2 separate regions of the Mus musculus genome follow, and region 2 is linked to region 1. Evidence: chromatin contacts called from public HiChIP or PLAC-seq data. All regions are on one chromosome and are shown on one strand. Each heading gives the region's core, a stretch centred on a gene start, on an enhancer-like site or on the middle of the called end of the contact. The rest is flanking DNA. Distances are from core to core; before and after follow the strand shown. Region 1 overlaps Cldn2 (claudin 2). Region 2 overlaps Gm39538 (a long non-coding RNA gene).

Region 1 (6,020 bases), core at 1,034-3,533:
AAAAAGTGACACTTGAGAACATACTAGTTTATTATTACACAGAGAAGAGTAAAATTAACCCCACGAGATGTCCTGGAATTGCCAACGGGATGGTAGCACTCCCTTGCCTACCCTATCTGCCTTTTTCTGATTTCTCTGCTGTCCTCGTCTTTGAAGCTGCTGAATCATCTACATATTTCAGGATATGTGTGTGTTATTCCAAATAAAAGCTCCTGCTCCGCAGTGGCTTCCCAATGACTGCTGTAGTTTTGTTATTTTTTTTTTTTTTGAAAATTGGATTCTTCTGGCTCCATTAAGGCCTGAATAGAAAATTTAGTGCAGTTTCTGTCGTCAGTGGCTGATCTGTGACTGAATATGTTTCTCTTTCCAGAAAATGGACTTGGTTTTTTAAGTCAAAGTCTTCGGGGGACCTTTAAACCAAGGGATTAGGACATTCCCAGCATCATCAGATAGTGCTTTGTGGAAGCTGCTCCTCCCTCCTCTCCTACCCCACCGGGTAATTCCCAGAGCAAACTCAGGCGGAGAAGCGACACTTTTAGAGCACTGCCCTTTGCCTTGGCCTCCAGCATCTCTCACTGAACTTTTTTCAAAGATTTCAGAGTGATAAGTGTGCAAAGATGGTGTGCCTGACACACCACTCATTTGCCATTTAGTGTGCCATCTTGCTACCTATGCTGGTAAAAGGATACAAGTATTCTCAGGGTTATCTCTCTACAAGATCATGAGTGTTTGCAAAGGTCTCCAAAGACCTCCTGGGGGTCTCCTGAGGCGGTTAGAGGGTCATCCCAAAGAGACAAAACTTCAAGGATGACAAAGCAGCAACACCTCACAAGGGCCAAGATGCACCTTCACATGGTGTTTCCTGCTTTGTCAAGTGCTGCTTGTCTTCTAGAGCATGGACTCTTGGGACAGAAAACTCTGAGTGAGAGTTACGGTTCCCAGAAGTGCGGTCAGCTTCGGTTAAGAGAGGGCGTGGTCAGATCATAGTCTCTGTAGCTAACCACCTGCTAATCTTTTATCAGTTATCACACCACAACATTCAATGATCAACCACATAGGGGAAGAAGAGAGAGATAACCTGCGGGACTTCCTGTTTGAAGTTCTTTTCCTTCTTGAGATAACAACATTTCTCACCAAAGCCCATGGAGCCGCTTGGCCAGGGAACCCAGGCTAAAAAAATGGGCCAGGCTTCAGCCAAGCTGAGGAGGAAGATACACGCTTCATAGTCTGTGGCCTCTGTGGCCCCAGAGCAGGAAGCTGCAGGCATGAAGAGATCCTGTGTTCACTGACCAGAGAAGGAGCAGTTGACCCTCACTGTGAAGCCTCCTGAGCTCCCCTAACACTCGCTCCTCACACAGTTCTGTCTACACTCTAGTCCAGAGCCAAAAGGTCCCAGGATACCTAGATTAGCTCTGCTTCTTCTGCCCCAGAAATTTCTGAAGAACTACCTAAAGGAAGGAGATGTGGAAGGGAAGACGGAGCTCACTCTTGGGTCACTCCCTCTTTTGGAGCCTGGCAGAGGTCTGGTGAGAACGGCTCTGAAGGATAATGGCTTATCAATACAGTCAGGCTCCATTCTCCCCTTAAAAAGGCTCTTTGTCCCATCCTTGAGCTCCTGGATACCCTTAGCTGTAAGAAACAGGGTTGTTGTTTCCATCTTCCTCCTCCATCCTTCCCAAGCTCAAACCGTGTTGGATCCTTTTTTCAAAGGGGTTGGCGTTTAAAGGGATTTACATAAATGTTTGCCCCCAGACACCTTTAGGGACCCCTCCGTCCCTTGAGCGGCAGTCTGTGTTCTGCTTTGTGCTGTGGTTACACACACCCGACTTTTCTTTCCACCTTAGCTGTCAACTTCCTCCAGCACAGACACTCCATTCAGCCCCACAGTCCTTACTTGGCACATCTTGGGGGTTTTGGAGGGGAAACCAGGAAAGGGGATAACATCTGAAATGTAAATAAAGAAAATATCTAATTGAAGAAGAAAAAAAAAGAGCTCAAGCAGTGTGATTTGGCCTGCCGACTGGCTGGCTCAAAAGGCTGGTCAGTTGGGGGGGCTGTTTGACTGAAGGTTGGGGTTTGCCTTTCCACTGAGAAGGCAGTTTCAGCCTTCCCACCTCCATTAATGATCACACAATAATGGGTCACTAGGGCCCCAAGATGGGAAAACATGAGTCACACTAGTATCACAGGAAACAAAGAGGCCAGAAACATCTCTTTGTGCAAGGGTCAGAGGCATGAGGCGAGGGGCATTAACATAATGGCTTTTCCTCTGCCTTCAGTCTACAGTTAATCTAAATTACTTTATGATGGAAATGCAATGAGGGAGCTGGGAACTGTTCAGTTTGGACCAGGACTCAGGAAACTTCTAGGAAACCTTTCAGAGCAAAGATTTCCTTGCTCAACCAATCAAAGGGATCCTGTTTTTTGCCCTTTGTTTTAGGCTGAGGCTATCCTGGTGGTTCCTACAGGCATGAGGCTCACTTCCTTCATAAGCTCTTCTACTCTGTGGCAGATGGGGTGGGGTGAGGACTGGGTTTCTCAAGTTGGAAGAGCCACGGGTCACCACATACCTTCTGAAGTTCAAATTGCAGAGCCATGTTACCGTGGTTTCCACATTTATAACCCAGATTCTGACAGACTGTAACCTTAGAGATGTTATCCACTTCCTTAGTCCTCCATTTCATCTCTTGTGGAAAACCAATTTGGCCGACAGACTGTGGGCAATCAGAGCCATACTCAGGAGTCACCAAGGTGTAGTTATCAAAGCAAACCTGGCTTTTAGCCTCTGGTTATCCCCAATTAGGCACTGGGGAAATCTGGTACCAGATAAGAGATGACTTCTTCCTATGTATTGTGGGCCCTTCTCCTCCCCTGCTCTTCCCTCTAAATGAACTTGGATACTGTCTTCAATCCTTTGCACCAGAGAAGGCCCACTTCAGAAGTGCAAGGCCAGTGTTTGTAATAACCAGCTCCTATGGGCTGGCTGCTGCTCCCTAAGTACAACGGCTGGCTCAGCTGAATCTCATTGGACCCCACTATTGTTAGTTTTTTTTTTTTAATACCCTTATTACTAGGTTTTGTTATTTCCTTTTGAAGTCAAATCACTGGTGTGTTGTCTCAAACTCCTGCAGAGTTAGAGGGCTTAGAACTAAGGTGTTCGATCTTAGATGACACCCTGGCACCCCCCCCCCCCGACAGACAGCTAGCACGGGAGGAGTGGGCAGTAGTCATGTTTGATGAATCCCCACTTTCCCAGATCACCTTCTTGGGTGACCAGGGGAGCCCATATGTCACATTGGTATGCTGCTGGCCCTAAGTAAAAATTTTTAGACTGCCGGGGAACTTTTGGAATGCTGTTCTTACCGACTGTGAATATTGTCGGATCAGCAAAACCTAGTTTCATAGTCAAGAGATGAAGGCATTAACTCCAGCTGTGTAACCCTGGGAAAACCTTAACTTGTGGGAATCTTAGTTTTTGTATATGTCAAATATAGGATCAAATATAGGATCATAACCTCAGTGACGTAAAATTCAAATAAAATTATTTTTCTGAAATAAGAATGAGCAAGGTAAAGAACTTCATTTCTGCCAGGCATGCTGGTATATGCCTTGGGTGCAGCACTCAGGAGTCAGAGGCAGGCAGATCTTTGCGAGTTCTAGGTCACAGTGAGTCCAGGACAGCCAAGGCTCTGTTATACAGAGAAACCATGTTTGGAAAAAAACAAAACAGCAACAACAACAAAAGACAAAAACAAAAACAAAACCCCTTCATTTCTTTTGTGAGGGGTGTTGTCATGATTGCTGATCATATTCACAAACCCTGGAATTTTCTACTCCCCCTTGTGTACAGGTTCTCACTGCCTTTCTTAACCCAATTCCTTTCTTTCTTTTACATGTGCCTTGTCTTAGTTGTCTTTTAATCAATACAACAATTACTCAATCAACATCCGTTTATTGATCACCTTGTGTGTGCCCAGCACTGTTACAGTCTTGGGTATACATATGGACAGGTCTAAGATATAGCAATTGCCCTCCAAGTACTTACAGTGAACTTTTGAGATCACACAGACAGACAGACGGATAGAGTCACACACAAATGCACATACAAGAACTATAAACTATCAATCAAAATTATGAATGATGAGGATTAGGCAATTTATATATTGGGAGTTGGAGGAGGGAAAGGAAAGAACAGGAAGGAGTGGTCAGAGAAGGCTCAATGAGCAAGTTCTCCAAGCATGGGGATGACTTAGTTAAAAGGAAATGGCTTCCAGGTCAGCATATCAGCTTGAACACAAGTAATATGGTGGAAATAGGAAAGGCATGTTAAGGGAAACCTCACATATGGGCCTCTCTTGCCGGTGCTGAAGTTTTGATGAGGTGCGCTGGGGATCTTCTGAAGCTGGTGATATTAAGCTGGTGGTGGTGGGGAAATGTCTCTGGTTTATGACCCCCATCTACCACAGAAGAAATGGAGCATTTTAAGACCGTGGAAATAAAACTGTTGGACAGGGAACCAGTCTCCGTTCTCCCACCTCAAGCACAATCCCAGGCAGAAGTTCACCAATTGCTCAGGTCATGAACACAACACCTTGGTCACAGATGTTCCACACTGGAGACTTTGCATACCTGTGAGAGTATCTTCTGATGGGCGATGACTCAAGTGTGAAAAGTGACAAAGGACCTCTCTGGTGCTGTGGTCTTTCAGAGGCTCTGTAGTGCTGAGACATAGACCCTGATGGGTTGGTCTTCCATCAAGTCTAAAGTATCTGGTAGGGCTGCCTCTCTGAAACAGTAGGAGCACACATAACAGCTACCACACATCTCTGTCCGGTTCTTTGATACCCAAGCCCTTATTCTTTCTCGGTCAGGGCTAAAGGGTAGTATTTTTTTTAAGCCTTCTGCAACTCGCATGTCAAAGGGCAGTTCTAGAAAAACTGGTTTATTGTCCTTAAGGAAACCCTTGTCTAGGGCTCCAAGTCTTGTGGTTTAGCAGGAAGCTGGGTCAGACACCCCAGTGGGAGGCAGAGCTTTCAGTGGTCCGTGTTCACCTTGGCTTCTGGGCAATTCCTCTGTGGAGTCAGAGGGCAGCAGCCATGTGCTTTCCCTTGGCTTCTTGTGCTTTCCTTAGCAGTGCTTCCATCCCTGACCCACAAATGTACGGGAATTATAGGAGATGGCCTGAGAAGGGATTCTGTCGGGTTTTGCTGTTTGTTTTGTTTCTTTAGATCCCAGGTTGCCTCCCATCCTGCACCCAGCTGTATTCTGCTGGATGCCATGAGATAGCTTTCCTTCAGTTCATTCACAATGCAGTCTGGACATACTGCATTCATAGCAAAACTGGAAGAGAAGCTTCAGGGCCCATTACTGACTAATCCATTTCTTTGGCTGGAGATTTGAGAAGGGAGCTAGAAATGTCCTCACAGAAGCCACCACTCTTTCTTCTCTCTGTCCCTTAGTAATTGAGTTAAGAGCCAACCTCAGCCAGAGGGAGAGGGTCTTTTGATCACAGGTGATTAGTCAACAGGATATGATTGGTTTGGGGACAGATCTCCAAGTAAACCAAAGGGCAGAAGAGAGCCTCTGGGCATAGCCTAAAGTGGCAGAGATGGGATTTGGGCTTTTGGGTTGAGCATTCAAAGCACAGGAGGTACTTTAGTGAGGTCAGGTGAGGGAAATAGAAAAGCTAGCTTGGCAAGCGTCCTTGGCAATGCCATCTACATGCTGACACCCCTCTTCTCATCTCTGCCTTCACTCCATCCAATGGCCAAAGTCATTCTACCCTCAGCAGCACCTTACACATGATTCAGTGGCAATGTCCTTTGCTTGTGACCCTGGGGGCATTGTCCACTGCTTTTTTTTATATATATAGTCCCAGCCACTACCCCACCCTACCCCCAGCTCTGGCCCCTGGTTCTTCACACATACCCAGTCAGGCTGTATGAGTTGAACTCACTCTTGGCTTTGGGCTGTTGAGCAGATCTTGGAGAGCTCCTAGTGGCAAGAGGCTGGGCCTGGTA
Region 2 (6,397 bases), core at 286-2,785, 710 kb before region 1:
TCATTTCCTCGGATTGAGAGTTCCAAGAGGCCCTTGTGGCTTTGTGTGGACCTTCAAAAGAACTTTATGTAGACAGAGTCTGTGAAATGTTTTATACTTGTCTATTAAATATTCACTGGGCTCCCCTGCCCTCGTTAATATCTTTCGAGAGGAGGACCAAGAACCCATCCAAGATCTGACAGGCACCGAAGAACCTAAGGACACATCACAGGGCTCCTTTCAGCCAACTTCCCAGCTGTCCCTGCTTCTCTCAGTTTGCCCACATGTGCCCTGCCCCCGCCCCAGCAGCCTGGCAGCAGATCACCCGGCCACCACCAGGAGAGCTTTGAAAGAAGCCTTCTCATGACAATTCGCCTCATGGCATTGATGTGTCCACCTGCTTCCAGTAATATGAAACTCCAGCACTCCAAAGTGTGAAACAGACAGACAAGGGGGTCATTTTCTCTGTTAGACAGGACTAACTTGTCACAGTATAAGACTAATGTGGATGGTATAAAATTTCTAAAGACACTACTCAGGGAACAAATTATAACTGTAGGATGTGCAGAATTAGAACTGAGTCCAGGCCCTAGTTCTATATTTGGTAAGTTACGCGTTCATGGGTAAATGACTCAACAGTTCACTCATCTTTACTGTATTGATACGGGTTCTCATCTCTGCCATTCCAGTACTTGGGAGGTAGAGGGATTGTAAGGAGTGCACTGTAGGCCTTCCCTGAACCACATACTTACAGACCAGTCTGCTCTATGAAGTGAGACTCTGTCTCAACAAAATAAGTTCTTGGGGGTGCATCAGCAATACTATGTTACAATAGCTGTTGTGGAGAATATGTGAACTCCTAAAATAAATTTTTTTAATTTGTTTTTTTTTTTTTTGAGACACGGTTTCTCTGTGTAGCTGTGGCTGTCTTGGACTTGCTCTGTAGGCCAGGCTGACCTTGAACTCACAGAGATCTACTTGCCTCTGCCTCCTGAGTGCTGGAATTGAAGGTGTGTACTTCCCTACCTCCTCCTCCAAAAAGGGTTTTAAAGTCCAGCGGTGATGGTGCTCTTCCCAGTACTTCGGAAACAGAGGAAGGTGGATGTCTGTGAGTTCGAGGCCAGCCTGGTCTACATAATGAGTGCCATTCAGGACAGCCAGAGCTACACAGAGAACCCCTGTCTCAAAACAAACAAACAACAAACAGAAAAAAAATTTTTTAAAAGTAAGATGTGGAATAGAGAAGTCTAGGTGTCCAAGGCCCTGAGTTTGATTCTCCACCAGGACAATCCTCGCCCCCAGACAAAAAACAAAAACAAAAACAAACAAACAAAAAACCCTAAAGTTTTTAGCCTGATCTTGGTTGCATAGACTATTAGCATGCCACACCTAAAAGTGACTTCAGAAAGCATCGACTTCACAATTTTTAAATGGAGAACGGTAAGAAAGATTCCTCGCCATCTGCAGTGCACCTCGTTTCTCCTCCCCAGCAAGCAGCTGTTCTGGAAAGGCAGATGGGCAAGGCAGTGCGGCCAGGCCCGGAGAGGTGGAGTCTAGGTTGGGGAGAGGCCAGTTTGGCTGGCATCCTGTAAGTTGGTAGTAATGCCCACTTGAGGGCAAAGCGTCCAAGCCTCGTGAGAGAAATATTCTTAAGATCTAAACCTTGGTGGAAACCCCTTTGGTGACTTTTCCCCCTAATTTCTCTGCAGCCCGGTCTTCCCCTGAATAACACTCCCCCCCCCCCCTTGCATCAGGAGAGGCGCAGTGTTCATCTTCCTTGGGCTGCTAGCGGTGTTTACTCAGTGAGTGGTAATCAGTCACATTTCTACTATTTTTTTTTTAAGACCAGGGGTGGCTGGAGAAGCGAAGAAACTTGTGGTGGGAAGTTATGAGGCGATCCTCCCACCCCCACCCCTATCCTACAAAGACAAGCAAGGGAGGGGCCGGCCAGAAGCCGCAAGGAGGCTGAGCCTCCCATGGCCGGCGGGCTCTCAAAGTGGTGTGTCAAACAGTAGCCAATCCGTTCACAGCTCAGGCTTCCGTGCCCCGCCCCACCTGACCTCACGTGGCCCTGCATGAGGTTTCTGTTTGCTTGCTTTGGGACCCAGGGAGCACTGGGAGTTCTGCCCAGCTCAGCACTTCGTTAGACTCCCCAGGCAGGAAGGAACTGGCCCGCCCTTAAGAACGCAGCTCCTGTCTGAGCAACCGCCAGACTAAACAGGGTTGGGATGTAACTCAGGGCTGGTGCTGGCTGGCTTTACTGCACCCCTACCCTGTGGAAGGACAAAGCACTTTGAAGAACATTGGTATATGTTCTTCAAAGTCTCTTTTCCTTCCCTATCTGGGCATCTCTGCTTCCAGAACTCCACATTTCCCAACGTGCCCTAGTGAATTCATCCTACCACAATCCACTTCGCTTTTTTTCCCCTTAGTTCTCTGCTAGCTTTTCTCTTAATGGGAGACTAGACCAGAAGTGAGATGATCTTGGGCAAGCCACTCCCTATTTCTGGGCCTCATTTTCCTCATCTGCAAAGTGTGTGGGCCGAACCCACAGTCCAGTTTCACTAGCCACCAACGTAGTGTAGGTCACCATCCTAACCTCTTCACATATCTGTCTGCTTCCATTCTTGATTCCTGTCAATCCAGGATCAACCAACACAGCAGCCAAGCTACACTGAACCACTGAACTCCCAATTTAAAACTCTCCCATTCCGCAATTTGAAAAAAACAAAAACAAAAACAAAAACAAAAAACAAAAAACAAATCCCCAGCCTGGTCTACAAAGTCTTATGGAGTCAGGCCTCTAGCTGGCTGCCTACTGTTACCTCCTGCCTCCTACTCCGGTGCGGTCAGGAAAGTAAGGGATGCCTATGTGGCCTTGAAAGCACCTTGGGTCACAGTCGTTCTCAACCCAAATGTAAAAGATGCTTTGGTCTCTTCGTATCTTCTAGAATGATCCAGTGCACACTCAGCCACCACAGTCTCCCTGAAGGTTTTCCACAAAGGCTCTGGTGCTTCTTCAGCTCTGCCTGAATGGTCAGGCCTGTGGTCTCATCTCTAAGTCACTTCCTTAGATCCTTGAGGAAAGCCTTCTTGTAGCTCCGCTCTGGCGCCCCAAGCAAAGCCCGCTTGTTAATATCCACTTTTACCGGACATTGCCCCTCGTTCAGAGCACGAGTTGTAACTGTAATCATTTAGTATCTGCTTCTTGCTAACCCGGAAGCTGCGTCAGGGTGAGTAACACGAGTCAGGTAGGTTCTGTTCCTGGGTTTTGTCAGGGTGCAGGGGTAAGAGCAGGTCTGGCTCTGGAAAGGCTTCATGTAATCCAGGCTGGCCTCAAATCCACTGTCTAGCCAAAATTGGCTGGAAACTTGTGATTCCCCTGCCTCTGCTTTCCATGAGCGGGGAGTGCAGGTAGGGGTCACCCATTTACCTTTGGTGCCTCATGTAGTGCCTAGTATAGAAAACGAATGCAATGATGTACTGAGTAAAGTGGTGAATAATGAACTGGGCCACACTCACAATTCCTGCTTGGTTATAGCAGGTCTTTGTGTCCCCATCTCTCTGGTCCTATAAAGCTGTGGTGTCAGGCAAGTTTAGGAGGACATACTCGGTCCTGCTAGAGACTCTGAAGGTCAAGAGCATCGTTCTGTGGTTTACACTGTTCCCACATCATGCTGGCTTCCCGACCGATTCAATTCACTCAATATCTACTGGCTACCTACAGCGGGCCTGGTTCTGTCCTAGATGCTGCCAGTCCGACGACGACAGCTTTAGTCTTCCCAGAATTCTAAAGCATCTTAAGCACTCATATATAAACAAGCAATTCCTAAATGAGACAGACTGTGAGAAATGCCCTGGAACACAGAGGAAAGAGCAGTTGAGAACTGATTGTCCTATGGAAATTTAATGGGCGAGGAAGGAGGGGCGGAAAGTTGTGTAAGAGGGTAATCTGATTAGTGGCTGGGCAGGGGTGCATTTCCTGACAGAAAGATGAGCAAGAGGGAAAGATGCCTGTGTTGAGGGAGTATTTCAGGACAAATTCTCTGTCCACTAGTAGCCAGCAGGACCTGTGTGCTGGGGTGTCGGAACCACAAGCGCCCTTAATGGACCAGAACAGATCCTGCATTACCCACAGAGCCTCTGAAACATGTAAATGCCATGCCTTCCTGTTCCCCAGATTCCTATTTTAGAGGTTCAATTGCCGGGCTCACCATCTGCATGTGTTAACTATCTCCCTTAGAGACAAATGATCTAAAGAGAACACTTAAGAAGCCCACTTGTGAGGGTTGGCAGGTGGATGGCTGGTCTATGTAGGAACCAGTGAAAGCCTAGGACTTAAGTAGGTTGGGAGAATTTCCATTGCATCACTGATTGATGCTGTGTGTGGCTGAGTATTAGGAAACAGGTGAGACTAGGGTGAATGTAGAGTTTATGTGAGGGTGAAGGTTAAATGGCATAAAAGAGGAATGCTGAGCCCAAGACAGAAGTTTTCTGGATTTTGGTGACCATTACTTCTCAGGTGGCCTTCTTCATGTCTAGGCACATCTGAGATGTCCAAAACTTCACCATCAATTCACTTACATGCTTTCTAATTTGACCTTCTACCTATCTGTGGACTCCAGCCCCTCCACTCCAGTCCCTTCCTTGATGCTTCAGTATTAGTTGGCAAACTCTTGTCTGGACTGTTGCAGAAATTTCTGGACTGCTCTATCCACATCCAGGCTAGCCACTCTGGCCCATTCATTTCCCACACAGCAGACACAAAACTTGCTATCACCCTGAAAGTCTTTCCCTCATTTTTTGAGGCATGGCTCACTATGTATCCTAACTGACCTTGAACTCACAATCCTCATCCTGCTTCCCTATTTTAAGAGCTGGGATCACAGGCATGCACCACTGGCTTCCCTTTAATTTCTTTTTTACTAGTGTCTTGTTAGGGTGTCTATTGCAGCAATGAAACACCAGGACCAAAAAGCAAGTTGAGGAGGAAAGGGTTTATTTGGCTTATACTTCCATATTGCTTGCTGTTCATCATTGAAAGAACTCAGAACAGGAACTCAAACGGGGGGTGGGGGGGGCAGGATCCTGGAGGCAGGAGCTGATGCAGAGGCCATAGAGGGGTGCTGCTTACTGGCAGGCTACACCATGTGGCTTGTTCAGCCTGCTTTCTTATAGAATCCAGTGATAGGTTATTTCTCTGCAGGTAAAATGAGCCAGTTCAAGTCAGAGTAGATTATATTAAATGCAGTTTTATTGTGAAGCTGCTCTCAGAAGTGTTCATAAGCCCCAAGGAAGGGTAACAGGTATATCACCATGGGGAGAAGGTGGGGGCTGGGGGAGAGAAAGAAAGGGCATACAAGTATACAGAGAGAGGAGGGAAAAGGTCTGGGAGAGATGGGGAGAGAGGGAGAGGGGGGGAGGGAGAGAGTGCAAAAATGTCTGGATTATGGATTATATAGGAAAAAGCCTCTGGGGAAGGACAGCCCAGCCCCTAGAGTGGGAAGTTCAGGGTTGGGGACAGGGTATGTCAGGTAGGGATTGAGGAATTCTGGGAGAACCTGGAGGCCAGGCCTGCTTTGATATGTAAAATATGCAAGCCCCCCCCCCCTTCCCTTGTCCCATCTGAAACCAAACATACAGGAACACCAGCCCAGGGATGGCACTACCCACAATGTGCTGGGCCCTCCCACACCGAACACTAATTAAGAAAATGCCTTCCAGCTGGGATCTCCTGGGGCATTTCCTCAGCTGAGGCTCCTTCCTCTCTGATGACTCTAGCTTGTGTCAAGTTGACACACAAAACCGGCCAGTACAACTAGATTTATTATTTTAGTTTATCTGGGTGAGTGTTGATCTGTGTTTGCACTATATGTATGTGCACCACACTCATGCCCGGTGCCCACAGAGGTGGTAAGAGGGCACAGATCCCCCGGAATTGGGATTATCAATGGCTGTGAAACACACCGTGTGGGTGCTGCGAATGGAATCTCGGTCCTTTTTAAGAGTAGAAAGTAATCTAAACTACTGAGACACCTCTCTAGCCCCACATCTTCTCTCCCATATGGCAAGTTTTATTGAGATATAGTTTACTTATCATATGTAACTAAGCCACTTAAGTGTAGAGTTTAATCATTTTTACTATATTCACACAGTCGTGTGAGACTATCACTTTGATTCAATTTTATTTATTGTAATTTTTTTAGTGTGTGTGAGAATGTGTGTTAGATGTGTGTGTATGCATATACACATGTATGCATGCTTCTGTACATGTGTACACCTATTATTACGGAAGACATAGAAGGGAATCTGGTGGCTTCTATCACTCACTGCCTTATTCCTTGAAGTCAGGGTCTCCTTAAACCTCGAATTCTAGCGAGGCTGAAAATTAGCAAGCCCCAGTGATGATTCTTCTGCA

What was found. HiChIP or PLAC-seq counts read pairs in DNA pulled down with a chosen protein or histone mark.
Region 2: a contact with region 1 is called in a FOXA1 HiChIP or PLAC-seq map of pancreatic cancer cells. The contact joins two enhancer-like sites.

What each region holds. Positions count from the first base shown.
Region 1 is chrX:139,809,299-139,815,318 of GRCm38.p6, reverse strand. It overlaps Cldn2 (claudin 2), which reads right to left. Exons shown (of 2, transcript NM_016675.4): 2 at 3,933-6,020. The coding sequence ends at 5,919. Among named protein-coding and RNA genes, the nearest start is that of Cldn2, 12 kb to the right of the region's middle. Within about 2 kb of position 2,283, at least 42 of the 459 cell types and tissues checked have an H3K27ac peak or open chromatin away from gene starts, as enhancers often do. A contact at or near this core is called in pancreatic cancer cells, where this site is marked.
Region 2 is chrX:140,516,034-140,522,430 of GRCm38.p6, reverse strand. Gm39538 (a long non-coding RNA gene) reads left to right here. Exons shown (of 3, transcript XR_003953088.1): 3 at 1-866. Among named protein-coding and RNA genes, the nearest start is that of Gm39538, 15 kb to the left of the region's middle. Within about 2 kb of position 1,535, at least 317 of the 459 cell types and tissues checked have an H3K27ac peak or open chromatin away from gene starts, as enhancers often do. A contact at or near this core is called in pancreatic cancer cells, where this site is marked.